Regions from separate parts of the Mus musculus genome. Here region 2 is linked to region 1. A link is a contact called in public Hi-C data. All regions are on one chromosome and are shown on one strand. The core of a region is the stretch at or near the end of the contact, and the rest is flanking DNA. Distances in the headings are between cores, read along the strand shown. Region 1 overlaps Nrcam (neuronal cell adhesion molecule). Region 2 overlaps Nrcam (neuronal cell adhesion molecule).

The links. Hi-C and Micro-C count contacts between places; a contact is called where the count stands out from the background.
Region 2: a Hi-C map of cerebellar granule neurons shows a contact between it and region 1, with 2.5 times the contacts expected there. The contact joins two enhancer-like sites. A contact is called at or near these places in 12 of 484 Hi-C or Micro-C datasets (LSK cells, the N1E-115 cell line, brain and 8 more) and 3 of 9 other capture datasets (adipose tissue, liver and pancreatic islet).

Annotation. Positions count from the first base shown.
Region 1 is chr12:44,428,373-44,433,265 of GRCm38.p6, reverse strand. All of the region lies in intron 2 of Nrcam (neuronal cell adhesion molecule), which reads right to left. Among named protein-coding and RNA genes, the nearest start is that of Nrcam, 100 kb to the right of the region's middle. Within about 2 kb of position 2,250, at least 28 of the 459 cell types and tissues checked have an H3K27ac peak or open chromatin away from gene starts, as enhancers often do. A contact at or near this core is called in cerebellar granule neurons, where this site is marked.
Region 2 is chr12:44,545,753-44,550,645 of GRCm38.p6, reverse strand. Nrcam (neuronal cell adhesion molecule) reads right to left here. Exons shown (of 31, transcript NM_176930.4): 10 at 3,303-3,414; 11 at 588-772. Among named protein-coding and RNA genes, the nearest start is that of Nrcam, 220 kb to the right of the region's middle. Within about 2 kb of position 2,750, at least 4 of the 459 cell types and tissues checked have an H3K27ac peak or open chromatin away from gene starts, as enhancers often do. A contact at or near this core is called in cerebellar granule neurons, where this site is marked.

The sequences.
Region 1 (4,893 bases), core at 1,001-3,500:
ATGCAAAACTTGGAAGGTTATGTATGACAACAGAAAAAAGGAGAAGAGAGCTGGGGTAACTTAGTGGTAGTGCTGTCTGCTAAATATGAGGAAGGCTCTGGGTTTGGCCCACAGCACCACAGAAGCTACAAGAAAATTAAAAGAGGGTGAGGACAGAAACGCAGAGACAGGGCGCTAAAGAATAAACATCAGACTTCAAGCCATATAAAGTTGCTGTTCTGTAGATTAAAGGGTAACAGAACTTTAGCAATTTCATATGGTTCAAACTGTTTCCTGGGAATTTCCAACAGAATATGCATTCCCAGTTCCCAGAGCAACATTATCACCACTAGACAGACAGTTCAGTTGCTATAACAACGATCCCAACAGCCTTGCATGCTGAAGTCTATTCATGTGCCTCTCTTTTTCATTATATATTAAACACAATCTCTCCTTCCCTCCCTTCCTCCTTCCCTCCCTTCCTCCTTCCCTCCCTCCCTCCTTCCCTTTCTCTCTCTCTCTCTCTCTCTCTCTCTCTCTCTCTCACACACACACACACATTTTCTGGACTCATGTTCCCTCAGTACATTCCTGTACAATGAAATGATATGCTACATATAGGTATTTTTTTGTTGTTATTTGTTTTTCTTCTACTTTTGGAGAAAGGGTCATGCTGAGGCGAAGGCAGCCTCAAAGGCAGTGCACCCCTGCCTCTGCCTCCAGAGTGCTAGGAGTATAAAAGTATGTGTTCCGTTAGTTCATAGCTATTGTCATGCAACAGGGGGTTCCAGAACCCCCTCTAAGTTAGAATGATTTTATGTTTTAGGTCAGCACACTCTTTACCTATCTTTTCTTCCCTTAGACAACAACACTATAGCAAAGAACTTTATTCACCATGACCAGTCTCCATTTTATCAGGTTAACTTAAAATTGTTATCTGAATGTGGGGATGGGTGTGCACAAGAGTGTGTGCTGAAGGCCAAGATCTTTCTGATGTCCATAGAATCAATTCCTAATCCTCACACTACCAACCCTATGTACAAGTATCAGTTGATTGCCATGAATCTTAAACTACTCTATCTTGCTATCTCCAAACACAGCTTCCCAATTCCACCTACAGTTGCAGTTTCCAGACATATCCCTATTCCTTCTCATTTGCTTACATCTCTGTCTTCCATCAACATCTGGATCAAGTCTATTTGCCTAAAGGAACAGTTTTAACTGAAGGTTCTGCCCATTAGGAACAGTCTGGTCTCTCTGACCTGGCAGCTCATTTTCTAGCTCTTACATCATTGTACATGCACTGCCTTGTTTTGTCATTTCATTGTTTGCTTATTTGTTTGTTTCTTTGTTGTGCCATTCTCAGCCAACCCCTAAAACTGAAAGGTGAAAACTAATTCTTCCTAACTTAGAATCTATTTCTGTAGTTCTTACATCAATTCTTGTACTTTGCATGTAGGAGCTACCTATTATCTGTACATCCCACCAGTGAGCGTCTGATATAAATGGCTCTGCTTTCCTGCATATGTTTCTGTATAAAAACTTACACAAATTACAGAATACTTATTCATTAAATTCAAGGATAGCTGTCTTTACCTTTCTACCTACTGATGAGCCTGAGTATTGTAGAGCTAGAATCTGTTAGTTTATAATCTTAGTATTAGTGTCAGTGGGAATACCTTTCAAGCCACAGATATTACGACTTCAGTACCACATTGTATTCAAATTCATCTTGACCATGCACATCACGTAAGAAGCCATGATCATGAGCTTTACAGAGGAAGAGACCCTTCTGCCACCGATGCATTTTTCTTCACAGCACAGATAGAAGATTTTCTATTTCTTCCCTTCATAACAATTGGAAATTGAGTTTATCTTCAATTCATCACCTGGCTGGTTCACGTCCTGTGCATCCGTCCCGCCAGCTTCTTCTCTTTGCAATTTCCCTGCAGAGGCAAGAGGCTGGCTGGCTGCCCAGGAGGAAGAGATTCTTTGAAAATGCTCAGGAGAAAGCAGCCTTGGCTATTTTGATCTCTCTACCATCCTCTGGATGAGGACAGGGTCTAGCTGCTCATCGCACGGGGAAGTCTTCAAAGCTACCGCAACTGCTTTTGTCTCTTTTGAGCCAGGTCCAGAGGAGTGAAGTGGAAAATGCTTTTCAATGTTTTCAGATTTACTGCTTCCTTCCAGCTGATGCACAGACCCTGGCTGTCGCTATAAACTGACTTCACAGACTTTCATTTATCTCCAATTACATTCCTGGGGGAGACCACAACTCACACATAAGATACATTACCTACATTTCACCAATAAATGCCCACAGCTGCCCTTTGTTGTCTGAACTCTTTGTTTCGACTTTTTATTTTCCACCAGGAGCAGAAGGCCCACATCTTTCACGGGGTTTAATAGCAAGAACATTGTCAATGACCCATCCCCATTTCAGACCCTATTTCTGAGACAACTCTCCATCCATCTCTTATTTGAAGTGACCTTACATATAAATGCAACCCCGGGCTTGTTGTGCGTGTGTATTGGTCTATGTGAGTTGCTAGTGGGCTGTGACCTCTGCTGCATTCAAACCCTGTCTCTCTAGTTCAAGGTTTTGCTGACCTTATTTTCTGTACATAATTACTCATATTTAAAAGGCTGTCGAATACCCATCAACTCATTTGCATAACTGAGGCAGGCAAATCCATGGCAGGACCTTAAGCATCTTCCACCCGCCAAGTGCTGGTTCTCGGCTGTCTAATCCAATTTGATGCTTTTTTTGTGACAGGGCGTCTGTTCTTTGGCATGTTTTCAGCCATTTGTACATACCAGGAAGAGCGGATGCAGTGTTGACAAAATTATGACAAAGGAAAATGCGAAAGTATTTTAAAAGGATGCAAGCCAGAAAGATGAGCAAATTTAAAGGTAACTGTAGGAAGTAACTACAAAAACAACTTGCCTTTGTAACAGTTATTATCTGTGAGAGGTTTAAATGCTGGGTACTGATGGTAAGAAATGCTAGAAGTCTCTTATGGTTTGGATTCCCTCCCTTGCTGCTGTGTTCACCACTAATCATGCTTTCCTATCCTGCCAGACTCGACAAGAAACCTCCCTAACTCTAAATACATTTCTATGAGGAAACCTAGCCTATTTCTAGGTAAGTCTATAGAATCCAGTGCCTCTCAGTTCCCTCATACAGCTTTAAAATTTTCTGCACAAAAAGTAAAATTCAGAATGCAGGATCATTTTTAGCTAAAACAAACCAACAAAACAAACAAACAGAAAGCCAACTTTCATATTTTCTTGAAAAGTTCAAGTAAGTTAGTTACAAATGAGTAATGAGAAATACATTTTGAGTGAAGAGATGATTTCAGGGCTGGAGAGGTATCTCAGCAGTCAACAGCCCTTGTTGCCTTTTCAGAGGTCCCAAGTTCGGATCCCAGCATCCACACCTCTAGCTCCAGGGAATTTAATGTCCTCGTCTGGCTTCTAGGAACATGGGACATTCATACACATGCATGAGCACACCCTCTTACCTCCCCATACAAACAACGATCAGTAAATGCGAAAGCCCCTCCCATAAAAGTGTTTTAATGCTCTGTAGCCTGGGCTGTCTCAACTTCCTGACAACTGAGGTTGTACACCACTGCATCTAGCCATATGCCTCATTTGCATGAACAGTTATGGCAAAGACTTTAACCTCATATGTAAACAAATCTACACTTCAGAAATTAGGACATTGTTTGTTTCGGTTTGGTTTGGGTTGGGTTTTTTGTTTTTTGGGGAATTTTTTGTCTATAATTCTATGAAATCAAGGATAAAGCTGAGGGAGAAGCCAATCTAGAACTCCCGCTGACTTCTCAGACAGGCTTAGACTCAGTCCATGGAATAGTTTATGTTCACTCACCTCCCAAATCCATTCTGTCTTTCCTACCTACCCAATTTTGTGTTCTCTTTTATTCCTTTATTTTTTTTTTATTTTATTTATTTATTTATTTATTTTTGTGTATGGGTGTTTTGCTTGCAAGAATGTCTACATAGCACTTGGGTTTTTTGTTGTTGCTGTTGTTTCGAGGCAGGGTTTCTCTGTATAGCCCTGGCTGTCCTGGAACTAACTTTGTAGACCAGGCTGGCCTCGGACTCAGAAATCCACCTGCCTCTGCCTCCCAAGTGCTGGGATTAAAGGCGTGTGCCACCACTGCCCAGCTTACATAGCACTTGTATTCCTGGTACCTAAGGAGGTCAGAAGAGGGTTGTCTATACTCTTGTACTATAGTTGCAGATTGTTGTGAGCCAAGATGTGGTTTCTGTGAAGCAAAGTTGGTTGGGTCTTTTGTAAGAGTAGCGAGCGCTCTTTACTGCTGACCTATCTCTCCAGCCATCCTTGCTTTAAACAAAAGCTTTAAAACCATCCAGTACAATTTGTGCTGCTCATTTGCCTCTTAATGTGTGGCCTTTCACTGAATGTGACTGACCTACAGGGTCACCCTCTTAAAGAAAACTGACTCTCTTCTAGCAGCTATCAATTGTCCATAGCTCCTCCCTGAAGGGTGGGACTTCATGTCCTCTTTCCTACTCCAGGCTGAGAGCTTCTGTGATTTGAGTTTATGCAGATCTTGCAACTGCTGTCACAACTGCTGTGATTTTATACATGCAACTGCCTTGTATACGGAAAATATTGCTTTACTGTTGTCATCTGCAAACCTCTGGTACTTATAACCTTTCTACCCTGCTTTTTCAACAATTCCTGGGAGGAGGGCTCTCTTATTCTCCACACTTTGACTGGCTATAGCCTCTGTGTTAATCACTACTACAAAAAAGCAATTTCTCTGATATAAGTTGAAAATGCAGTAATCTGGTTGAATTTAAGAACTGCTCCACCAGTTGAAACCCATACCAGGCATCATTGTCTGAGCCAAGAACCTG
Region 2 (4,893 bases), core at 1,501-4,000, 120 kb before region 1:
GTTAAGGTGGTGTCTGCCAGTGCTCCCACTGTAAAATTATCCTGCCCTGTAATCTGTGTTCTATTCTTTGGCAGCTGCTCACCAGGATAGCCAACTCCCCATGAGGACATAACTTCCATTCCCTCCAGGAAGGATTATTATTAGTGGACATACATTAAAAATGTCCCAGCCACCAGTTTTTTTTTTTTGTTGTTGTTGTTTTTTGTTTTTTTTTTATGCAGAGAAGAACACATTGAAGCTACGCAAATAGCCTGCTTCTCCTTGAAGTTGTTTCCACCCACCAACTTCAGAATTCCTCCCTGGATCTTGCCTGCAGTAGTTCTCTCTGTGGGACTATCACGGTGCTTTTCTGTTTCTGCCATCCCTTCTGTGTTTACTAACTGCAGTTCTGCGAGGAAGATTTGAATGAGTGGCTTTTTAATCTGGCCTGGATGCAATTACAATATAAATGAGCAAAGATTCATGACACAGTGAGTGTGGGTATAAATGTCAACTTCTCGTTACTGAAGAACACAATCAAAAGCACATTAAACGGAAGTTTCAGAGCCTCCGCATTTGAGGGGAATGCGTTTGAGATGAGGGTTTACCTTTAACAGTGACAGAAATGGTGTGATGGACGGCTCCTAATGCGTTTTTTGCTATGCACTGATAATTTCCAGAGTCGGCTTCGGAAACATGAGTGATCTGCAGGGTTTTCTTAAAGTTCCGATAAAATGTCCGGTTGGCGGGAAGCATTCCGTCTTCTTTGATCCAGTAAATAATTGGAGTAGGTCTAAGAGAATAAATAAGTAATGATCTTACAAAGGAAGAGGAGCTCACCTGTGACGGCTTTGCAGAGTGAATTTTCATGGACATTTATAATCTTATAATCGATTCCTTATGTATGGCAAACGTACAAACCGTTTAATTAACATCACATTTTTTATAAGTCATGCTCAGGCCCTGTACTTGAGATGATTCCATTTTCAAATAATTAGAACTGTCCTAATTTTTTGATCTCAGTGATGCTGCACCCTAGGCATGGATTGCTTTACTCAGGGGACCTAATCTTTTCTTCAAAGTTCTGCTCAGTGAGGATGCTCTACAGACTTGTACTATGCCAATCAAGCGAATTACTATTAAGCTAATCATATTGATTAATTTAATCAGCTAGCACTAAAAATATATAATGGATCAACTCCCATGCACATCAGTGCCTCTGGATTTTATATATATTTACAAGTCAACCTGATGAAACCTGCTATTTTATGACATTCCAATAATGTGAATTAAATGACTAATGATTAGAATTATTTTCTTCACTTTACTATCAGTGAAATTTTAAAATACCATTATGCTAGCTGATAGTAGAACAGATTAATGTTATTCTAGTTCTCACTCAATTTTACTATTTTAAATCAGGAAAATCCAAACAAAAGACTTAAGAATGAAAAGCCAGAATATTGCTTGGAGTTAGAGCTTTCTCAATGGCTCAGGTGGTCCCTTATATTCTTCTCTGACCTTGGTTCCCTGACTTCCTTGTGCCTTCGCATCTCCAGTCGTCTTAATGAGGATGGTTGGCTTGTATAACATCTTCAGAATTTATGTGAGATAAAATTTTTTAAATTGTTCAACATAAACGTGTGTGTGTGCACGCACACACATGCCTGTGTGCTCAGCCATGTGTGGCAGGAAGACATCAAGGAAGAAGGGCTGAGCCAGACCTCAGGACATCACGGTATTTGTTATCAGAGTTGCAGGAGGGGTTTAATGACCACTTGTAACATGTAGCTTTGTTTGGATGAACAAAATGACAGCATATAAATTTAAATTTGATGAAGTGGCTTTTAAAATTAGCACATGCTGTAAACATGCAAAGCTGCAGACGTGAGATCAATCTCAAAGTGTTAGTCACATGTGGAATCTGACACATATGACGTCCCCTTACACTTTGACCCACGTTTCAGATGCGGGGAGACAGGGGTGGGAGAGACACGTGATCTTATGCCTTACACTGAGCAAAACCAGCAGTTGTTATGCAAGGGTCCTACTCTACTGAACAATCTTAGAGTCTGATGAATGGTTTAATGCTGAGCCGAACGGTCCCTGGTTTGTAAAGAAAAAGTATAGTTCTGTGAGACATCAACGTTTTAAAAGTCCATTCTTTTCTATTTCCAAATTATAACCACCGTCTACAAAAAAAAATAATAATAATAATAAAATAAAAATAAAAATAAAAATAAATTTCATTGTTCCTAATCTGAAAACATGAAAAGTGCTAAAATATGAAATTTGTTAAATGTCATGTTGGTGTTTGACTATAAAAATGATAAAAAATAGAAAATAAATTCTGTTAGGAAAGATTGTCATTTTTAAGAATTTTGTTAAGTGTTTAAGCTGAACGACTGTCATGTCAAATGTGTAGTTTCTGATTGTGCCAGCAGAGGGCACCATATGCATTCAGAAGTATTTATTCCTGGCTTAAGGAAAGGTCATTGGATGTCCAGTTCACAGACAACACAAATCACAAAATGTCAAGGAAGTGTGTTCCTGGGATCCTAGTCAGGGCTGCAGTAACTGTGATCGTTTAAAGACGCTTGCTGTAGGCCAGGCAATCTAGAAACTTGCCTGACATGTGGACCCAAGTTCACAGTTGAGTTTTTCTATCTGCCCAAGGCCTTAGTGGAATGCCTGCCAAAGACACATGGGCTCTGAAGTATGCACAGATGAGCACCTTGGCTTTACACTCTGCCCACGGGAAGGAACAGAAGGGACAGGGCCTCAGTTGAGGCCCTGAGGTGAGCTGTGGGCTTTTGATGACAGACAGAAAGAGACGGCAAGAGTGCCAACATGTCAGGTGCTCCAGGTGGCAGACCTTGAGCAAGCGTAATGAACTCGCAGTCATCCCGCTTTCAAAAGGCTCCTCCCAGGAGCACTCAACAAATGATCAAGGGTAAGTAATTATTTTTTTTTAAGCCACCAAATTCTGAGGTTGTTCGTTAGAAAGCATCAAAATTCTACCCCCTTAGCAGAGTGATCAGTGATTGTAAGATGATTACAGAGACAGATAACATAATGCAATACAAACACTGTTACATCAAAATACTTTAGAGATAACATGCAATTGAAAATTTACCCAGGAAATGTTTGGGTTTTTTGTTTGTTTGTTTTGGGGGGGTTCTTTTGTTTATTTGCTTGTTTGTTTGTTAAATTTTGGTCAAATTGGAAGCATAAAGCCACGGCTGTTCCTCGGATAGTAGTAACACCTGTCAACTTTATATGTTGATAAGAAGCAAGCATCAGGACAAATCGCATTAACTCACAGGCCTTCCGCAATGCACTCCAGCGAAAGCACGTTTCCTCTTAATTCCTCTTTGTGGCTTTCATTGCCCTCTGGAGTTAGAAACGTTGGGGGCCTCTCTTTACTAGATTTAGCTGCAAACAAGGAAAGCAATATACATTAAAATTATGAACATGTTTTTCTGAGAACACAGCTCTGTCAAAAGCTGCCTAAAATTCTACTCTCATGACAAATCCATTAAATGCTTCTTCTGAAATTTGTTAAGTTATGCATATACACTCTCTCCTTACACTAGTTCAGTGTGCCAGGAAAAGAAGCAATTTTGATTGCATGGGCAAAGCAGTGTCAGGGACTCCTTTTGGTACCTGTCTTTAATTGGGTTTGCTTTTTATCAATTTCCTGTGGGCTGGTAAATCTCCAAAATGTCCTCACATTCCTGAAGACTGGTGCTCAAGTCAAAGCAAAAAGTGTGTCTTTTTGAAAGATGTTAGGGCTGTTATTTTGTTTGGTTGGTTTTTGTTTTTGTTTTTTTTTTTTTTCAGCAAATCATTATGGACAAAGTATTTTGATTTATTCTGGACATAGCATTATAGCCCTTGCCACTAACCTATATCTCAAAATTCCTACACTGCAAGGTTTATGAAAAATAAAACAAAACTGGAGAATTTCTAAAGAGTTCTGGGAAATTATATGCTCTGAATACAGATTTACAGTAGAGGAGCTGAAGGAGTGGCTTCATGGCAGAGTGTTGTTTAGTATTGGTCAGGCCCTGGGCTTCGTCCCTAGCTTTGGAAAAAAAGAAAAGAGTTAGCGGCAGAGCCGAACACATGGAAATCATTTTATCCAATGACAAAATAAAGAAGGTCTAAATCAGAGAGCTTAGAAATAGTTAAACAAGACACCTTCTGTTTTGTGGACTTTTAAAACATGTGACCTTATCTACTAAAGGCCTGGGGAAATTTTCAAGTGGAAATGTCATAAGACTTTTCACTGCTTCAACCACAAATGACGCACTTGATGCTTCTAAAACCCAATGAAAAGGCACTGGGTAAACTTCTCATTTCTCCAAAGAAAAATCTAACGACCCCAAAATAGTATTGCTGGAGAAAATATTGTTTTCCTAAGGATTTTAGAAGTTGTTAGGGGACCTTACTCCTGTAAAAATCACCTTGACAAGAGTCTTGAGGCCCATATTTGGAAGAACTATATTCAATAAATAAAGATGAGATTATATCTGCCATATTCTGCAATGTTCATACCTCAAAGGTAAAAACTAATGTAGCAGAAACTCCATCTATGGGGAATAAAGAGCCATATTGTTTAGTGACAGATTTTATGCTTGACAGCCTTAAGGAAATCCAATTTGTTTCAGTTTAATACAATGAAGTTGACTGATCTATTTTGAAAAGTTTCCTCCCGCAGAAAACGGTGATTAGGTTTCTAACAAAGCTAAAAGCAACACAACACGGTTGCTAATTCTGCTGAATAATGACATGAAAAACTTAAGGAAGGTTAGAGGATTACTACGGAATGTACTCTATGTTAGTTACTGAAGGTTCTAATGATGCTCTAGGGGTTAATACGACCAATCAGTTTATATTGTAGGCCATGCA